3 separate regions of the Mus musculus genome follow, and regions 1 and 2 are each linked to region 3. The links are chromatin contacts, called in public promoter capture Hi-C maps. All regions are on one chromosome and are shown on one strand. The core of a region is the stretch at or near the end of the contact, and the rest is flanking DNA. Distances in the headings are between cores, read along the strand shown. Region 1 has its middle 15 kb from the start of Mtdh. Region 2 holds the start of Rida (reactive intermediate imine deaminase A homolog). Region 3 holds the start of Marchf6 (membrane associated ring-CH-type finger 6).

Region 1 (3,085 bases), core at 39-2,538, 2.5 Mb after region 3:
CTAGCTTTGTCTACAGTTAAGCTCCAAATTATAAGGGGTTCTTCATTCAAAAAGGTATGGTGCTGGGTAATAGGGGTTCAAGGCTATACTTGGGAGGCAGAGGCAGGCGGATCTGAGTTTGAGGCCATCTTGGTCTACAGAGAGAGTTCCAGGACAGCCTACACAGAGGAAAACTTGTCTTGAAATAAACAACAACAAAATCAGGCCTAGTGATGAGAATGAGCAACTGGAGCAGAGGTTGGAAGTGGAAAAGAAGAGGTGTGTTTGGAGAATTGTATTTAACTGCAGTGGAGGAATAATATTGCTGTCTGGAACCTGAGTTTGGTGGGAACAGGAGTAGCAAGGTGTGTGGATCATACCTTGTGTGTGCATCAGCTTGTGCCTTAGTCATAATGCATTGAGAGTGACTTAAGCAACATCATGTTGGGAATCAAGTGACTCAGCAATGAGGCTCCTGAGCTGTTTCTGCATATGTCAAACACATATAGTAGACAGGTTTCATCTGATTCTGAAGAGTAGAGAATTGACAATTTCCATGGCTCAAACTAGGTACAGTTATAAAGCTTTAAAACAATTATTTCATATTATAGCTTTCCCCTTTTGGTTTCTTAGAAAATGACTTTTTAGAGCTGGGTGTGGTGGCACACTTCTTTAATCCCAGCACTTGGGAGGCAAAGGCAGGCGGATTTCTGAGTTTGAGGCCAGCCTGGTCTACAGAGTGAGTTCCAGGACAGCCAGGGCTATACAGAGAAACTCTGTCTCGAAAACAAAAACAAAAACAAACAAAAGAAAATGATGTCCTGGCATAAGTGTCTGAAAAAGTTGTGTTTCCCATCAATAGAGTTCTTTTATTGGTGATGGTGGCAGGTTTGTTTAGAAGTAAGTGGAGCTCTCACATCCAGGGGCAAAGCACAGACAAAATTAGTTTGTACAGAGTCAAGCAGACTTGCAGTGTGCCATATTAGCCAGAAAGACAGAGAGAGAGATACAAGGAAAGAGATGGGGAGAGAGGAGAGAGAGGGGGGGGGGACTCAAATAGTATGTAATGACAGAATGTTTTATTCTGCACAAGTCCAGCATGCTGGGGTCTCCCAATATCAAGATAGACACCCAAATGAGCTTGCAGGCCTGATTTAAAGCACATTTGGGAATTCCTGGGTAGGTGACTTCTATGTTAATCTGTTGGGGCCAACTCTAGGGACATTCCATTACCAGGGTGTTGGGGCTGGAAACTTGCTAGGGAGGTCCAGGGACTGTTACTGAGGAAGTAGCTGAGGAAGTCTAGAAACTGATGCTGACCCATCGTCCTTGCCTCAGGGCAAGTGGCAGGGCAACTTCTAGGCCTGGGCTTGCCTGGACTTGCCCAATTCTTGGAAACAGAGATTTAGGCCTAGTCTCTTTAACTGACAATTTGAAGCCTGTCATGGAAATAGCCTAGCCTTCACAGTAGGAAGAGCAGCTGTAGTATAAAGCCAAAGCTTAGCTCTCAGATTCTGTGTTCAGTTCCTCTGTCAGCTTCTGACTGAGGTCACTAATTTACATAAACTTTTCGTTTCCTCAGTGGGGGCAGCTCCCTCTTTCCTTCCCATTAAACCCCAGAATAACTCTTCTCTTTTACAAAGTTCAGGTTTTCCACGAAGTCTATGATGCTATTCTTTTCCCTTTCTTCTAAAGATATTTATTTATCATCTCTGAAAAATAGTTTTCCTTTTATTAGTTAGTTTCACAGTGTTAGAAAACATCGAAAAATTTAGCTGGAACCCTAGAAGCTACTAGGATATTGGTAAAGGGCCTGGGTTCACCTATTTTAACACTCAATGGTTGTCTTAGTCTTCATGAAGTAACATTGATATAAATGGCACAACTTACCCAGGAAGGCATTTTAAACTCAATTATACTAATGTGTGTGTAAGTCCTAAAAATAATAGCCTTAGGAGACAGGCACAGTGGCATATATCAGCCATCCTAGCCACTCAGAATTCTAAGCCGTGGGAAAGACCAGAATTTTGAGGCCAGCCAGAGCTACACAGTGAGACCCTGTCTAAAAAAAAGTACAATACACTCAAAACCTCATCATTCCAGCCTGCAGTAGTAGTGCAAGCCTTTAATGCCAGCACTCTCTGGACACAGGCAGTTAGATCTTGGTGGGTTCAAGGCCAGCCTTGTCTACAGATGAGTTCCAGAACAGCCAGAGCTACACAGAGAAACCTGTCTCAAAATGAGAAAAAGAAAAAAGAAGTTCAAATCTACCAAGTACCTGGTCTTTTCCCATCGTGGTTCCGCTAGTTTCTTCCTCTTTGATTCAAACAAAAGGAGCATGTCTTACATACCAAAACAGACCTGGTGTCTAGGTTCTCCCAGCATCCCTCAGCCCCTCCCTAGCATACCCTGCCCCCAATCCTGAACTTTCAGCCCCCAGAGGCTCTTCCCTATATAATCCAGACATTTTTGGTCTCCTCTCTCTCCTTTTCTTCTCTCTCTGCATGTGCACTTTTTCTTTCTCTTCTCCTCCTCTCCTTTCCCATGGCCTCCTTTCCTGGGGCCAGTGAATTTGTCTCAGAGCAGTTACCTAATAAACCTACATTTAATGTAATTTAATATGGTTTGACTTAGCTCATTTCACCAGCAGAGAAATAACTTATCACTTCTGCCTGTAGTCTTATTTTTGAGACACCTGGTAGCAGTACCTTTGATACTTTGCTTGGAATAACTATCACTGCACAGGTTAAGTCTCTATGTGGCCAGCTTCCACCTAGTTTCAGGAGAAACTTGACTGAGTTTTCTACCATGATGTGACAAAAATGGACACTCCTCCAGTGTTTATAACTGTGTCCATATCCTTTTGAGCTTCAAAATGGATTTAATTCCTATTTCTACTAATACTGTGTTCAAAGCAATTTGGATTTTATCATGTTTCTCAAAATTCTTCTAGCTGATGACCATTCCTTGATCTCAAAGCCACTCCATTTTCAGATTTTTATTATAGCAACATCCTTTTACCAGGTACCAAAATATTCAGATCAATTATCTCTCCCTGTGTAGCAATATTGCCACAAGCGTAGCAATGTAAAACAATGCATGGTCT
Region 2 (2,846 bases), core at 119-2,618, 3.0 Mb after region 3:
AAGGAATTGGCTCTAGATACGTTTTAGTGAAGACTTAGAAGTTAGAGAGGAGAAAGTTATATAAGATACAATACAGTGATTTTTAAAGCTGAGGTATTTTGAGGAACAAGGTTTTAAGTTAAGTGTGCTGGTCTTCACGTCAGCACTAGGAATGCTCAAACAGGAGAACAGCAGGTTCTAGGTTAGTCTGAGCTACAAAGTTAGTCTGTCCTTCATAGCACCCACAGAAGGAAGTGAAAAGAAAGTACCATTTCTATTTAAAAGCACTTCTGGTAAGCAGAGATAAATGCCAAAGGGTAGTTTTTATTTTTCCAGTACATATATGGTTAGCTCTAGTATATAGGATAATCTCAGAAGATCACCTTTGGTGTTACTTGCATTTGATATTAGTGGTAAATAGGCATGGATAAACCATTCATAAGCATCATTGCATTCCTACACGTTATAGAAGCCAGAGACTAGGATAGACATACAGGTATTTGCTGAGTACTGTCCAAATGAGACAAGCATATCTTGTAAATTAAGAAAGGGTTAGATCAAACTTCATGCTAGTAAAAGAAGCCTGTCACAGAGGACCAAACAGTGTATTATACTTTTTATAGCAAACGTCTTTAACAGATAAACCCTATAGTGATGGAGAGGAAATAAATGGGTGGTTGTAAGGAGCTGGGGAAAGATGCCATGTGGAATAAATGCTAATGGTATAAACCTTATTTTAGGTTGGATGTAAATGTTTTGAGAATAGAAAGTGATGATGGCTACACAACTTTTGGGCATAGTAAAAGCCACTGAATTGAACCCACTAACAGAATGAGAATTCTATGGGTTGTTTATTCTATCTTAATAAAATTGTTACAAAAACCAAAACTAGAAGCCACCAAGACGAAAGGCAAGGGGGTTGGGGTGATGCCACTTCTAACCAGAGAAAGCATGTAGCAAGCTCGCCTTCGGGGCCCCGGCAGCTCCAGATGGGGGCAAGATCTTAGGAGTGCAAGTTTCTGGTAGCACCAGGGCTCCCCCATTCTCTGAGGGATTTGGATACACTGTACTCTTTCTGAACTTAGTTTCTTCGCGCGTTCTAAGACTCTCTTTTGCTCGGACCAGCAGGGGCCAAAGCTCCAAACTTGCAACACTGCACCTACCTGGTCCTTCAGAGCTACAGTAAAAAACATTACCTGTAGGGACCAATGGCCGCCGGGGCTTTTGTGGTGCTGATCACCTTTCTGATTATGGACGACATGCTAATCCTTCCCTCTTGAAGACCCTCCAGAAGAAGAAACGATGGTAAGTAACTACACCCACTCTTGTCCACTGACCAGACAGCCCTAGGCAAAAGAGTTTTAGTTCAGGGACAGCCCCGTGCGAATTCGCACGGCCCGATGGGAATTGTAGTTTACAAGCGACTCCGGGACACGTGGAGGAAGAAGCCGTGCTGCGCACGCGCCCTCAGCCCGCTCGCTCACCCTCTGTGGTGGGAGCTTCTAGGGATCTCAGAACCTTGTCATTCTTACCGGCGAAGCCCTCGGAACTTTTGGCAGGTTGGTGGTGAGGCACTAATGCTTAGCCGGGGCCGCCAGCTCGCGGGGGCCTCGCGTGGGGGCTTGCCCACAGTGGCGGCTTCGGCTTGCGGCGCTTTTCACTTGGGGAGGTCCATGCTGCCCGGGCGGGCCCTCTTGCAGTCCAGAGCCTCAGGCTCCTGTGCTCGTTTTTATGCTTATCGTTGCCCTGCCAGGCGGAATCCCCTCTGGGAATGCGCTTGTATCCCTTTCTGGGTACCGTAAAGGACAGGGATGGGTCATTCCGGGGAACCAAGCAGAGGTGTGGGTTGTCTGCCTTTCGCCATCCCGTGCTTCCTTTCTATGCATGATCGCCTCAAGATTTGAGCAGACCGGGGTCTGCTTTCCGGAGGCGAGTCATCTTCTCCTAGCTCACGACTTCAGCTTTCTCACTAACGAACCTGGGTAGATAAGAAGATGTACTAATTAGTAACTGATAATATATCATAAGGAAGTATATTTAAAACAATTCTTTAGTGTAGCTGGTATAATTTTGCCTTTTGAGAAAGATAAAAACTAATTTTTACTCTCTAAATAGATGTGTGTATGTTTATTTTTTCATAAATACGAGTTTTGGTAGAGTATTTGATACTGCAAGACATAAAGCATCTAAAGTGGTTTTGTTTGTTTGTTTGTTTGTTTTGTTTTTGTTTGTTTGTTTTTTGAGAGGGTTTCTCTGGATAGCCCTGGCTGTCCTGGAAATCACTTTGTAGACCAGGCTGGCCTCGAACTCAGAAATCTACCTGCCTCTGCCTCCCGAGTGCTGGGATTAAAAGCGTGGGCCCCCACGCCCGGCTTTTTTTTTTTTTTTTTAGAGCTGATTTGTTGTTTGATTTTTATAATAGTCAGTGATGAGATGCTATTTTGCCTAAATATGTAGTACAGTCGGAACTATAATTAGGGCCAGTTGTTGGAAAAGTCTATCTCAATCCCAAATCCAAATTAATGATTTAAAAAATATAAAATTTAACCCAGCAACTCAATTTCAAACTAGTTTTTTAAATCAAACAATGCAGCCCAGCACAATCCAAAGACGTGCGGCATGAGAACAATTTAAAGAGAAATTTAGGCCTGTTTTTATATCATTGTTTCCTTTTTTTTCTTTTTCTTTATTTAATGTACGAGTGCTCTGCTGCATATATATCTGCCTGCCTGAAGAGGATATCAGATCCCCCTATAGATGTTTTGTGAGCCACCACGTGGTTGCTGGGAATTGAACTCATGACCTCTGGAAGAGCAGCCAGTGCTCTTAGCCTCTGAGCCATCTCACCAGCCTGTATAACATTGTTT
Region 3 (2,700 bases), core at 178-2,677:
AACGTCAAAGTGAATCAATCCTCCTGTGCATATTTTGTAAACAATACTTTTTTTTAAAAAAAATCAACTCATCACATTATTACTAAACTTTTTATTACTCTAATGACTTCAATACAAGTGCTTGATGGTTCGATTGCATGTAAAGTCGGTAAAATAAAGCCTGAGGTTGAAAAGAACGCTCATTCGAACAAGAATATATCTAAACAGTAAGTATCTGCACTAGTAAGTACATGATCAATAATTTCCTCTACAGACTCACTAATACATCAGTGCCTCTAAAAACTGCTTTAAAACACTTTGCCACAACGTCAGGTAAGCGGCTGCTTTCTACACCCATGTGGCTGCTTTTCTTTCGTGTTCTCTGCTAATTCAAAACAACCGCATCCAAAGTACACGTCCACAAACAAAACAAACAAACCCTTGCTTTGTGGTGACAAGGATTTAGAAGAAACCTAAATATTCGCCTTTCCCTCCTCCAATAGTCTCTAGAAACCGTCCCCTCTCGGGTCTGGTCAGTGCAGTTAGGGTAAGGCAAACAGAGAGCAAGATTTTGCAGCAGGGGTCAGTTCAGTCCACTCAGCAGTCGTCACCTCGCGGGGTATTTTCCGCGAAGTTTCAAAGTCAACAAAGAAGTTGTGTGGCAGAGGTTGGGCCTACAGGACAACAGCAAACAGACTCGAACACGGAGGGGGGAAAAACGAGTGGGGGAGGGGAGTGGAAACGCCCCCGGACTTCGCACTGCGGCCCCCTCCTCCGCGGACCGCGGGATGGCGGTGGCCGGGGCCCCGATCTTCCACACCGTCAAGTCCCCGGCAGCCCCACGCCTCGGGCACCCTATGGTCTCCAGCGCCCCACTTCCCGACATCCCCATGTCTCGAGCACCCCACGTCGCGACACCCCCACGTCCGGGATGTCCCACGTCCCGGCACCCCACGTCTCGGACACCGAAGTCCTGGCACCCCAGTGTCCCAGCCGAGGCTGAGTCCTCGTCGCCCGCGGGAACCGGCGGGGGGCGCGCAGAGGGTCACCTTCCGATCCGAGCCCGCTGGAGGACCAGCTCGAGCCGCGCGCTCGCCCGCCCGCCCGCCCGCCCGCCCGCCGGGCAAGCAAACTGCCCGCGGGATCCGCCGCGAGCGCCTCGGCCCGACTGGAGCGCGGGCGCCGCTGCAAGGGCGCGGGCGCCGCCGCCTCACCTTCCTCGGCGGTGTCCATCTTGTCTGGGGGGCGGCGGTGACGCAGCCGCGAGGCGCCCGCGACCCGGCAGAGCCTCGGGGCCCGAAGGGAAAGGCGGGCGGGCGGGCGGGAGGAGTGGAGGAGGAAGAGGACGCGGGCCGGGCAAGTGCGTGCGCTCGGGTGCGAGAGGAAGCCGGTCGCGGGCGAGGGGGACAGGGACAGCGACTGACAGAAAGCGAGCGCCGGGGAGGGGGGAGGGGCGCGCGGCCGAGCGACGGGCCTGGGCGGGGCGCGCGGCGGAAAAGGCGGGGCGCCGGAGCGCTGCGCGTCACATCCGGCGCGCGCCTTCGCTCGCGCTCGCGCCGGGCTCGCGGAGGCGGGGGCGGGGTGCGAAACACGGCCTGACTGGTGGCGAAGGCTGCGCGCGGGATGGAGACTGAAAACCTAGAGGCAGGCGGCAGGCACCTCGCGGAGGGGCGGCTGCGGCGGCGGCGGCGCGGGCGCGTTCCGGGACAAAAGGAACGCGGAGCGGCGGGAGCGAGCCCGGCGCGCACGCCCGCCCGCCCGCCGGAGCGGGTGTGGGGGACAAAGGGTCCCAGCTTGGGGTACCCGACCGCCACTCCCGGGGCGTTCAGAGTCGGCCCCGGAACGAGCATTTTTGGTTCCGCTCTTGAGTGGTTCTGAGGCACGTCTGAAAGAATTACAGAAGCATCCCTAAGATGGAAAAAGACGAGCATCCAGGTTATCAGAATCTCTCCTGGGGAGGCTTATGCAATTGAGTGGAAAGACCACGTCTTCACAGCTGAAAGCCAACATTGAATCTACCTCTAAGGGAAATGGGTTCAGATGGCGACACAATTAAGGGAAGCTTACCTGGCCAGAACTAAATGGCTGATGAAAGAATGATGAAAGACTCAGACCTGCTCGCATCAGTAGGCCACCTTCCTCACATAATCCTTAGAGCTTTCTCTAAATAAGATAGTACAGATTAGAAGAAAAGTGTTTCCAACCCGGATGCTTAAACGTGCACATAACGGAAAGTAGATTCAAGAAACGGAATTTTGGCCGGGCAGAGGTGGTGCATGCCCTTAATCCCAGCACTTGGGAGGCAGAGGCAGGTGGATTTCTGAGTTGGAGGCCAGTCTGATCTACAGAGTGAGTTCCGGGACAGCCGGGACTACAGGGCTACACAGAGAAACCCTGTCTCAAAAAACCAAAAAAAAAAAAAAAAAAAAAAAGTTATGTGACTGTTTTTGTTTTAACCCCAGGTGTGGGATATGGGGCTGCTTCAGATGGGCCACAACCGTTAACTATGATTGTCTCGTACTCTAGGAGGGGAGTGATCTAAATGGCAGTCTCCAGAGCAGTGGGAGGTGCTTTGAGGAAGAAGAAGTGGGGAGAGGAGGAGGAGGCAGAAGAGAAGGAGGAAGCAGAAGAGGAGGAGGAGGTTTTTGGTTCCTGCTGCTCCTGTTGCTGTTGCTTAATGAGACGTTGGAGATGCCCTGTTGTGGAAGATTGGACTGATCT

Evidence for each region. Promoter capture Hi-C pulls out the DNA fragments that hold promoters and counts their contacts. Capture Hi-C pulls out chosen DNA fragments and counts their contacts.
Region 1: a promoter capture Hi-C map of the HPC-7 cell line shows a contact between it and region 3, with 8 times the contacts expected there. The contact joins the enhancer-like site here to the promoter of Marchf6 in region 3. A contact is called at or near these places in 5 of 39 promoter capture datasets (the C10 cell line, the HPC-7 cell line, liver and 2 more), 3 of 115 datasets of contacts at active chromatin or transcription factors (embryonic stem cells and large pre-B cells) and 1 of 9 other capture datasets (embryonic stem cells).
Region 2: a promoter capture Hi-C map of liver shows a contact between it and region 3, with 5 times the contacts expected there. The contact joins the promoter of Rida here to the promoter of Marchf6 in region 3. A contact is called at or near these places in 1 of 39 promoter capture datasets (the C10 cell line), 1 of 115 datasets of contacts at active chromatin or transcription factors (astrocytes) and 1 of 9 other capture datasets (liver).

Annotation. Positions count from the first base shown.
Region 1 is chr15:34,065,898-34,068,982 of GRCm38.p6, forward strand. No RefSeq gene overlaps it. Among named protein-coding and RNA genes, the nearest start is that of Mtdh, 15 kb to the right of the region's middle. Within about 2 kb of position 1,289, at least 56 of the 459 cell types and tissues checked have an H3K27ac peak or open chromatin away from gene starts, as enhancers often do. A contact at or near this core is called in the HPC-7 cell line and embryonic stem cells, where this site is marked.
Region 2 is chr15:34,493,878-34,496,723 of GRCm38.p6, forward strand. It overlaps Rida (reactive intermediate imine deaminase A homolog), which reads right to left and starts at 1,369. Exons shown (of 6, transcript NM_008287.3): 1 at 1,176-1,369. The coding sequence starts at 1,240. It overlaps Pop1 (processing of precursor 1, ribonuclease P/MRP family, (S. cerevisiae)), which reads left to right and starts at 1,434. Exons shown (of 16, transcript NM_026340.3): 1 at 1,434-1,538.
Region 3 is chr15:31,529,610-31,532,309 of GRCm38.p6, forward strand. It overlaps Marchf6 (membrane associated ring-CH-type finger 6), which reads right to left and starts at 1,428. Exons shown (of 26, transcript NM_172606.2): 1 at 1,194-1,428. The coding sequence starts at 1,212. Gm41287 (a long non-coding RNA gene) reads left to right here and starts at 1,495. Exons shown (of 3, transcript XR_875101.3): 1 at 1,495-2,328; 2 at 2,506-2,700.